2 separate regions of the Rattus norvegicus genome follow, and region 1 is linked to region 2. A link is a contact called in public HiChIP or PLAC-seq data. All regions are on one chromosome and are shown on one strand. The core of a region is the stretch at or near the end of the contact, and the rest is flanking DNA. Distances in the headings are between cores, read along the strand shown.

The links. HiChIP or PLAC-seq counts read pairs in DNA pulled down with a chosen protein or histone mark.
Region 1: a contact with region 2 is called in an H3K27ac HiChIP or PLAC-seq map of oligodendrocytes, with 10 times the contacts expected there. The contact joins the promoter of Commd10 here to the promoter of Eif1a in region 2. A contact is called at or near these places in 9 of 12 Hi-C or Micro-C datasets (the A7r5 cell line, the Rat2 cell line, Schwann cells and 6 more) and 1 of 1 datasets of contacts at active chromatin or transcription factors (oligodendrocytes).

What each region holds. Positions count from the first base shown.
Region 1 is chr18:41,925,868-41,931,016 of GRCr8, reverse strand. Commd10 (COMM domain containing 10) reads right to left here and starts at 3,135. Exons shown (of 7, transcript NM_001004276.1): 1 at 3,072-3,135; 2 at 1,431-1,521. The coding sequence starts at 3,112.
Region 2 is chr18:41,509,129-41,514,121 of GRCr8, reverse strand. Eif1a (eukaryotic translation initiation factor 1A) reads right to left here and starts at 1,824. Exons shown (of 3, transcript NM_001008773.3): 1 at 1,637-1,824; 2 at 742-788. Tmed7 (transmembrane p24 trafficking protein 7) reads left to right here and starts at 1,879. Exons shown (of 3, transcript NM_001105758.1): 1 at 1,879-2,315; 2 at 3,978-4,223. The coding sequence starts at 2,118.

The DNA of each region.
Region 1 (5,149 bases), core at 1,886-4,385, 420 kb before region 2:
TTCTCCATGTGATAAGGGACACTCACTGATGTCTCTAGATGCTGTTAAAATATGATTGACTTTTAAAAAGAGAAAAACATTTGGAAACGTTACTGTAATGGTATTATTAGGAATCAATCAGGGGCTGGAAGGTTGGCTTGGTGACTAAGAGTGCTTGCTGCTCTTGCAAAAGACATGTTCTGTTCCCAGCAACTCATAAGGCAGTTTACAACCATCTCTAACTCCAGCTCCAGGGGATTCAATGCACTCTTCTGGCCGCTATGGGAACCAAGAAAACATGTGGTACCCATGCAACAAAACACTCATTTTTTTTAAAAAATAGAAATACATAAATGTTAAAAAAAGATCAAAACCAAAAAGATGATGAGAGACAGATACTAAAGCCAGGAAGCAAGAAGGATCTGAAATAAAACAATGTGGAAAATTTGAATCTGAGAGACAATTCGGGGGAATAGACAATGAGTTTGGGGCTGTCTCCTTGCTAATAAAGGGAAGGTAAGAGTCTTGGCTAGAACTAAATGTTTGTGCCTAGAAACATGCAGAACACTTAGCATGTGTCCCATAAAGATGGTCAGTGCAGTTTTACAAACCAATAAAGAATGTTAAGTTAAACTGGTCACCAAATAATGAATTAGTTACCAAGCATCTACATAGCCAAACCAACTATATGCTTGAAATAAAAGGAGAAAAATCAGATATTAAATACTATGTGAGAAGAAATCTTGACTGCATTTTTTTAAGATTTATCATTTATATATGTATGCACGTGTGCCTGGTTATGTTTACATGCACCGTATGCGTACAAGAACCCAAGAAAGCCAGAAGAAAGAATCAGACCCCTGGATCTGGAGTGACAGGTGGTTATGAGCCACTAGCTGGGTGCTTGGAACCAAACACAGGTCTTCTGTAACAGTAGTATGTGCTATTTCTTGGCAGGGAAGAATGGGGGTTCAAGACAGGGTTTCTCTGTGTAGCCCTGGCTATACTGGACCAGGTAGGCCTCAAACTCTGAGACCCACCTGCCTCTGCCTCCCAAGTGCTGAGGTTGAAGGCATGCACCAGAACTGCCTGGCTTCTGTAGGTGTTCTTCACCACCTCTGCAGCCTGAACTACCAGGAAGAATGAAACCAGCATTTCCCCAAAGCATGTTCCACAGAACATGCCAAAGGAAAACAATTCCCAAGTCAAACCCTTCAATGTATGACCTGAACATTAGCATGCAGAGCGTTCTACAAAGCTCCATTTATTTTAGTTATGTACAGAATACAAAGTCTCCCAAGCTTCTGACCAAAGAATATCACCAAACTTCTACAGATCTAGAGTTCCCAAGAACCCATTAGAGAACAATATTTCTCACAATTCTTCATATACTAGCATAATGTTTCACAGAATCAAGAAGTCACAAGCCACGGGAACACAGAAATGCAAACCTTCAGGTGGAGCTTTTGAAGAATCCGGCTGAGAAGTCGTGGGAATCTTCCTGTGTCTATTGCATTTATCAGCGGCACTGCTTTCTTCATGCTAAACAGAGTTTCAAAGTGAGTTTTACGTGTATTTGCCATCGTCGTCTGTACATTTTTATTTCAACTACCCTGGTAGCTATGCCCTTTCAGTGAGATAAAGTGGCGTGAAGGACAGTTGGTCAATCAGTGAGCATCTCCCAAGGAGGCTCTACCCAAAGCACTCCTGTTAAGGAGTACATCTGATAAGTTTTCTTTTCCCAAGCAAAGTACTTGTGGCATCTACCCAGTCAGGAACAGCAGTGGTTTAGCAGTGAAAACGCAAGCTACGACCTAATCCAAAATACAACTTTGCAAAACAGCAAATGAGGCCACTACACCAAAACCATAAAGGACAATGGGGCAAGTATCCGTGAGGGGAGGGGAAAGATAATACATACTTATTTGAAATTCAGTTATTTGAAGAAAACCTGTGTCGCTTGGGATAACCAATTTCAAAGTGTTTGGTGAGCATAACTGTGCATATACCGAGTATACCTTCGTGGTGTGCATCCCCCAGGACATGGGCTTGAAGATAAGAAGTGGGTATCAGATCCAGGGAAAAAAGGAAAAACGTTACAATACCAACTGTCTTCTTCCAATGCAGGAGTGTTGTGTTCAACTTTCAATATTTGCCTACATGCACGAATGTTTCTTCTGCCCCCACAGAATGAGTCGGGTTTTTTCATGGAATAATTTTGTTCTAATGGGGGAAATCTCAGCAAGGTGTGGTAGGACAACCAATAGAGCCAACTTGTTGGGAGGGTAAGGGTTCTTGGGTCCACGAGTTTGAGGCTAGGCTAGGCAACACAGTAAGAACTGCTCCACTCCCTGCTCCCCACCCCCGCAAAAAAAAAAAAAAAAAAAAAAAAAAAAAAAAAAAACCACAAAACTTTAAAACTGGGCTTTATATCACCCTAACCTAACACGCCCAAAATAAATAAATAAAAACTACATAAATGGCAACACTATCAACGGCGTTTAAAACCTGCGTCACTTGGAATAACCATTTTGAAATTGTGTGGTAGGCATAACTGCATATACTGAATACGCCAAAACTGGATAAGTAAGTCACTAATGCCTAAACTATCGGACCTCGGTTTCAAAGGGCTATTAACACGTTTTATTTATAAATTACCCTTGTTAATCACTCCGTAGTACCAGCGTGAGCCTTTCTCACTATCATCAGGTCTGAAATAACTAAAAGCAGGAAGTCTTTTCCCAAGAGAGTGGACAGAATTTAGGTGGCGTCTATCAACTTCCACCTGTGCTACAAAGTCACTATCTCAGCTACAGAAGAGAAGCAGCCAGCACTGCAAGCTCCAAGAGGAAGGAATCACTCCAGACTGGAAGCACTCCTCCCCACGCCACGCCCACTCCTTTCTCCACGCCCACCCAAGCCTTCCTTCACGCCCGCCCACGCCCTCCTCTGAGCCCCAACAAGACCCTCCGCAGCTCCGCTCCGGCTCGTGAGCCTGGCCAGCCGCACCACAGCAGCAGGCGGTGGCAGCAACCCCGCTCCCTCCCTGACAGGTCACCCCCGCGTGGCTGGGCGCTCAGCCTGACCGCTACCTGGGGCTCTGGGGTAGGATCAGCGCCGCGGACGCCGCCATTCTTGAAGCTCCCTCGCCCGCGCGACTGTCAGCTGTGCAGAATCCAGCCAATCACGGCGCGCCTGACGGAAACCCGGAAGGGCCAAGTCTTGCCGCCCGGCAGGTTTGCGACTTCGGTCTACCATGTGCTTCATTTCAGAAGGCTTGTACGTGGTCCAGAAAGGAAGAGGGGTCATGGTGCTCCTTTCTACCTTCCGACCATTTCAAAATTGGAACTGTACATATTTTTTTATTTCTACATCTGCATCCCTGGCTAGGCCTGTGTGTTTATGTGTGCGTTTTATCTACGTTTATACATGGCTGGGCATGCACGCACATGTAGTGCATAATGCATTTACATTTTTTTTTCAGGTTTACGCAGGGTTTAAACAAAATCCAAGGCGTCTGCGGACGGAGAAATGGGCCAAAGGGCGTACCGTCAGAAGAGATTATGCTGCCAACTCTTGTGCCACTGACCCACCCCCATCTCCACCCCCTGTGTCTGCACCCCAAGAGTTTTCTGCAGAGCAGAGTTCTGCCCTTGAACATAGTGGTCTAATTCCTTCCACAGTGGGTTCATTGAGAGCCTACTGCTTACTTAGCATTGAACCAGTCACTGGAGCTTCGAACAGACAAAATACCAAAAACCCTGCACTTTACGTTATTATCATCAATTAATATGTACACGTATTCGTCGTGGAGATGCTCTTTGGGGTCCAGCATAGCATAGAAGGAAGCAAACTCACCGAGAACTGTATAGTTGTTTCTCACAAGAGAGAAAGGAGAACATGCTTTATTACAAACACCTTCTTCTGCCTTAAGAAAAAAACAGTGGAGTGTGTTAAGACCTGGAAGCGACAGTGGGTAGGGCTGGAAGATTTGAAAGCTTCCTAAGTCGGCAGAGTTGAGGTTGTCCCCAGAGCAAAGGTTGAGGAGTAGAAGTATTTGACTGGGGTCAAAGAGAGGCTGGAAGTAATGCTAGAAACTACTTCTATGAGAGGCTTTGGCTCTGTGCACTATCTGTAAATAAATGGGTAGCCATTAAATGTTAGGAGGGTTGTTTATTTTTAAGATTATGGTGAGAAAGATGGTGTCCTGTAAGAGTGAAAGGCATAGAAAAATGAAGACAGCCCATGGATTAGAGTTACATTTCAATAGTAGACTGTTCAAGAGCTGGCAAAAGATCAAATTTAATTTTCCTTCCTAATTATGTTTTACTTAAATTATTATTTAAATTCATTGGCATTCCTGGAGCAACCGAACAACACTGTAACTGAGAGAAGCCAGATTGCAAATTAAAAGTGAATAATCCCCACATGGATAATTGAGTCAATTATACAGTATGTTGAACACATACAAATACATTTAGTTCCACAACACTCTACACACTCCCCCAATTTATGCATATCTGAAAAAGATGTGTGTGAATCTACCTAATTACGGGTGTACGATCCAAACACAGATTGCCTTACCTGGCACAACTTTAGAGGGGTCCAATTTCTCCTCAGCCTTTAAAGCATTCGCTAATGTCTTGATTCATTGCTGAGGCAAAGTCACTAATCAACTAAAACTGTTTCAAATCCCTTGTGAATGTCAGCCCTTCCTTGACTGTCTTGAAAAACACAGCTGGAGCTTTATTTAGTGAAGGAGGCTCAAATCTGGATTCTGTGTAACCTCACACACCTTCCTGCGCCTGATCTGAAATCTGGAGATGACGATGTCTGCTTCCCTAGACTGTGATGAGGACTAAGGTATGTGGTCTGTACCTTTGAGAGACTCTCTCCCAAGAGTAGTACAAAGCACAGACCTCCAGAGAGAGTCCTTGCCAGTCTCAATGGTCTATCACACCAATTCTTTCTGTAAATGACTGATCACCTACTGATATAAAGTGATGTTGTGCATAATTTCACCCCTAAGCAGTCTTTGCACCATCTGGTGTACGACATAAGTCCATGAGAAGGTCCTTAAAGTTGTCTACTTGGGACCGCTTGCTGCAGTGCAAGGACTGACTGGAGTCGAGATTCCACCCCCACCCTTTACCCCTGCCCTCTAAACTAG
Region 2 (4,993 bases), core at 575-3,074:
GCTTCAAAGTAAATACTCTAAAGTGTATAGAGTATGGTATAAAATTGTCAAGGTGAAACTTCCAGGCCACATGTACTACATAATATACATATTACCTTCCTCTTTATTACGTTAAGCTTACCCCAAAGTGGAACATGCATGTCTAGCACTGCTGTACTTTGAAAATTTGCCTGTTTGGTGATATTTAATTGTAATATTAAAAGTGATACCGCAGGCTAGAGAGATGGCTCAGTGGTTAAGAGCACTGACTGCCCTTCCAAAGGTCCTGAGTTCAATTCCCAGCAACCACCTGGTGGCTCACAACCATCTGTCATGGGATCTGATGCCCTCTTCTGGTGTGTCTGAGAACAGCTACAGTGTACATATATATATATACATATATATATATATATATATATAAAGTAAACAATTCTTAAAAAATAAAGTGATACCACACTGATTCTTTTATTACTAGTTTTAGTTTTTTAATTTTTCCCTCCTCCCTTTCCTCCCTCCCAAACCTTCCACATTGCACTGAGATTTTAATCTTATTTCTTTATGGAGAAAGGGTGGTTCCCAAACCCCCACCCCCACCCTCCATACTCCCTTGTAGCTCTGGAGATTCAATCCTAGGACTTGGACAAGTTCTACTGGTGAGCTCCATTACCAGCTCCAAGATAAGAGCAAGATCACCCGTCCAAGATGAGTCAAAAAACAAAACCTCCATTTTTCACTGCCAAATTCAGTTTTATTTTCACTCACCTACAAAATTTCTGGCCTGGCTCTCAGGAAGGTCTAGTCTTCCCAGTCTGGAAGAAATTAAAAGAATGTGACCTTAAGCCTCCTTCCCATTTGCCCCAGCAGAAGCTTTAAGTGCCTCAAGGCAGCTGAGTGAACTTCCGGCTCTCGTTTTATCCGCCCCACCCAACCCTTACTCAGGGCCTTGCCTCACTCCTACCTGCCAGCTACTTCGTTCTCATAAAAACCTCTCTACTGATCCTCGGCAATCTAGAGCCCACCTTATCTCTTTCACTAAAAAACAAACCAAAAAGCTCCCAACACCCCCCCCAAAAAAAACAAAACAAAACCGGAACACCTGATTCCTGTTACGCACGTGGGAAGCGTAAAATGAATGCCTTACAAGAAACGCCATGTCGATCAGAAGCAAATTAGTTACTTTGCTACTGTTGGGTCCTTAACTCCCTAATCAGTAAAACAGACATACTATCACTTACTGTATGAAGAGTAGAAGGAGCTTGCTAAGAGGTACTCAATGGATGTTTGTTTTAGTCTAACCGAAACTTATCTTGTGCTTACCACGTGCCGGCCACTCTTCTAGACCCCTTTTCCAGATAAAGAACTCAGGAAATAATCCGTATTTATTTTAGGCAGTACTATTTAGAGTATAGCAGAGTTTTAGCATCCAGGCCGAGGTCAGCTGGCCGGAAGGTAAAGAGCAGGGATTAGAAATTCTAGTCTTCTACTCATCTCTGAGAACATGCGCTTTTTGCGTAAGCTGCCTCCTCCAAATACGACTGTACTCTGTGCGACAACCTCCTGTAAACTAGAAATCTCTCTACCACCGGGGATTAGCCCTCCATAGCCCTAAAACGAGCTCTTGGGAGTCCCTAGGAGATTCCCCAAACTTGGTACTCACAGTGACAAATGCAGCAGAACCCCTCTACCGTCTCAGCCCGGCGAGCAGCGAGACCACGCGCCCTTCCTAGGCAACGGCCGGCCACGCCCCTTCCCGTCGAGTTCCCGCACTGCCCCCTCCCCTCGCCCAAGGAGGGCCGCCCACGCAACGCCGAGGCCTCACGCTCTTCCACGTCCTCACTACAACGCCTCGCCCACCGGATTTCACATCCGGGTCACCGGGTCCTGTCCCGGTCCCGCCCCTTCCGTTAGATCTCGCCGTACTTCCGGTCAGCGAGGCCTCTTCCTCCGCTGGTTTGCCGGGTCTCCTACCACTGCCCCTCAGGTTTTCCTAGAGCGGCTCGGGTACCTCATTGCGTCTTTCCGGAAGCCTGCGCTGGTTCCTCGTCGCACGCTTCACTAAGGCTCGCGGGCCGGTAGGGGCTGGGCCTGCCGCGCGTGTTGAGGCCCCGCAGCTCCGTTGAGGCCGCCGCGCTGTCAGGATGCCGCGGCCGAGGTCGGCGACTTGCTGGGCGGCCGCCGCAGGCCGTTGGAGTTGCAGACTGCTTGCTCTACTGTTGCTACTGCTACTGCCGGGTCCGAGCGGCGGCTCCGAGATCACTTTTGAGCTGCCGGACAATGCCAAGCAGTGCTTCTACGAGGACATCACTCAGGGCACCAAGTGTACCCTAGAGTTCCAGGTACCACGGGCCCCAGCCACCGTGATCCGCTAACCCAAGAGTGACCTCAGTAGCCTATGCAGGACATTTAGCTTTTCTTTTCAGAGCTCAAAGAACTGAAATTTCAGAAATGCTTCCTGTGGCTGTCACATTCTCCAGTGCCACTCATTGAATGGAAGCCGCATTAAATAAATTAATTTAAGAAGTTCTTTTTAAAAAAGCTGTTTTCTGCGCACAAATACCCAGTATCAGCTCCCTATTCCTGTAATCCACAACTCCAATTTAATCGGTTTGACATAACACACGGTCGTTTCCGGTATTTTGTGGCGGTTGGGTTGGATTTAGGATTTTTGTTTTTGTTTAACACCAGGATTCTTTCCTTACTGCAGAGGTGATTGGAAATGCTCTGTTAAGAGGCTTTTTCTTTTTTAAAGACGGTCTGTCAAGGGTGTTGTAAAACATTATGATAAACAAGAGGCCCTTTCTTAGTTCGCAGACAATGTAAAATAGGAACTTTATTCTTTAGGAGCCTAAAGCAGTCTACCGGTTTGTTGTTGTTGTTAATAGTTTCATTTAACATTTCAGCAGCTCTTTAGTGCTAGGTCACCTGTAACTGGAGCTACAGGAGATTTAACACCTCTGACCTCTGCAGGCGCCTGCACCTACATGCACGTATCATCTCCCAGACACACCCATAAAACATAATTGAAAATAATAAAAATCGTTTCTTATTAGACACGACAATAGCTTAGTATTCATACTATACTTAGTATTGTACTCGGTTAGTATTTGTGGCGAAGGAGAAAAGCGAAAGGTAAAATCAACAAGGCTTGATAACAATTTGTATTGTGAGGAGAGAAATCTAAAGATCAAAAAAGGAATTAAGGATATATGTGTGTATCAATTCCCAATATATACAATTACAAAGGAATTATAAGCTGTAATCAGAATATTCTTTATTTAAATTTAATATATGTTTGTTGAATTTTTATATCTGTAGCTACAATACTTGGTGCTATAAAACATTTAAAATTTTTTAAAATATTTACATTGCATGTGCAAGGTCCTAGTCTTAATCCAAAGTACACATTCATTCATTCATTCATATTTGTACTTAATACATGTATGTAATCATATATGGAATAATACAGCTCTCTAAGTACAAAATTATATCTCATGTACTTATTAAAATGATCTTGTAATACAACTCTATTAGTCATCATCTCAAGTGACAAAAGGTCATATAAATCATAGAAATGTCTTTGAAGTCTGAGCTTTAATGTCTTCGTTTTATTGATGTACACTTTCAATACTGTGTTAGTCAAAATACTTAAAACTTGTACTGTCCACTGTCATAGTTTGGGTTGCCAAAACTATTTTCTCTCCCGATCTCCCCATCTTTTAAGTTCCAGGTTAAAGCTCAGGGCTATATCAAGCAGCACAGTGATCTGAACGGTCGATATAATGAAGTTTCCTCTCTCCTGTTAGGAGAGAACCTCTTCACTTTTTGTAAAGCTTTAGTTGAGCTGAAATCTTTATGTGTGTTTCATCCACTGGTGAAAATCAAGATCTGTGATATTGTGATAGGAAGACTTCTGAATATAGCTTTATTGTTGTTTTAGCAGTAACTGGGTTAAATTTTTCTGTGTTAGTTACTGTGATCTCTCTGTAAATCTTTTACAGGTGATTACTGGTGGTCACTACGATGTAGATTGTCGATTGGAAGATCCTGATGGTAAAGTGTTATACAAGGAGATGAAGAAACAGTATGATAGTTTCACCTTCACAGCCTCCAAAAATGGGACATACAAATTTTGCTTCAGCAATGAGTTTTCTACTTTCACACACAAAACGGTGTATTTCGATTTCCAAGTTGGAGAAGACCCACCTTTGTTTCCCAGTGAGAACCGAGTCAGTGCCCTTACCCAGGTAAACAAAAAAGAACAGAAGAACATTGGTTAAAGGAGGGAGGGGCACATAATTTAATGCAGTGTATTCAGTCCTAGATGAGCATTGAATTTTGATGCTATTTCTAAGAAATTTAAATTCTTCGAGATTAGGCATTTGGCAGAGAACTTGAGTCATAGGTTGGAAGTCATGGCTAGCTTTCCATGGCTGTGACAGAGACCTAAAGATGATCAACTTAGCAGGAGGAAATGTTTCAGAGGTTTCAGGCTCTGGTCAGGTAGCCTGTGGAGAAGTAGAACAGCCATGGCCAAGAATGCTCATTAAAGGAAGGTTGCTCATCTTCACACCAGCAAAGGGAGAAGAAGGGCCAGGGTCCTTCCTGGTATATCCTTAATGGCCATGCCCCCCTGCCGTAGGCATGGTCTGTAGCTATACTTCTTTGCCTATTTTATTGGATTTTTATATCTACCACACTTCTAACCCTATTCCTCCCTAATCCCTTCTAACTCCCTGACATAGGTAGGAGAGAAAGAAGGTTAGACAGGAAAGGGGACATAGACCTCTGTAGAGTACTTCCTGCTGATTAGGGGTGTTGAGTTCCTTGGAGCAAGGCTAATCTTAGTAGTTAGCAGTCCAGCAAACAGCAATAGCAAAAGCAGCAGCCACTCCAGGCCCTCTTGGGGCTCTCATGTTTATACCCCCTTAAGAGTCTCCAGAATTCTAAATGTAAATCTTCTTCAAGATGCAAAAATCTCACCCCTCCTAGTGCAGCAGACAACCATAGTGGCTGT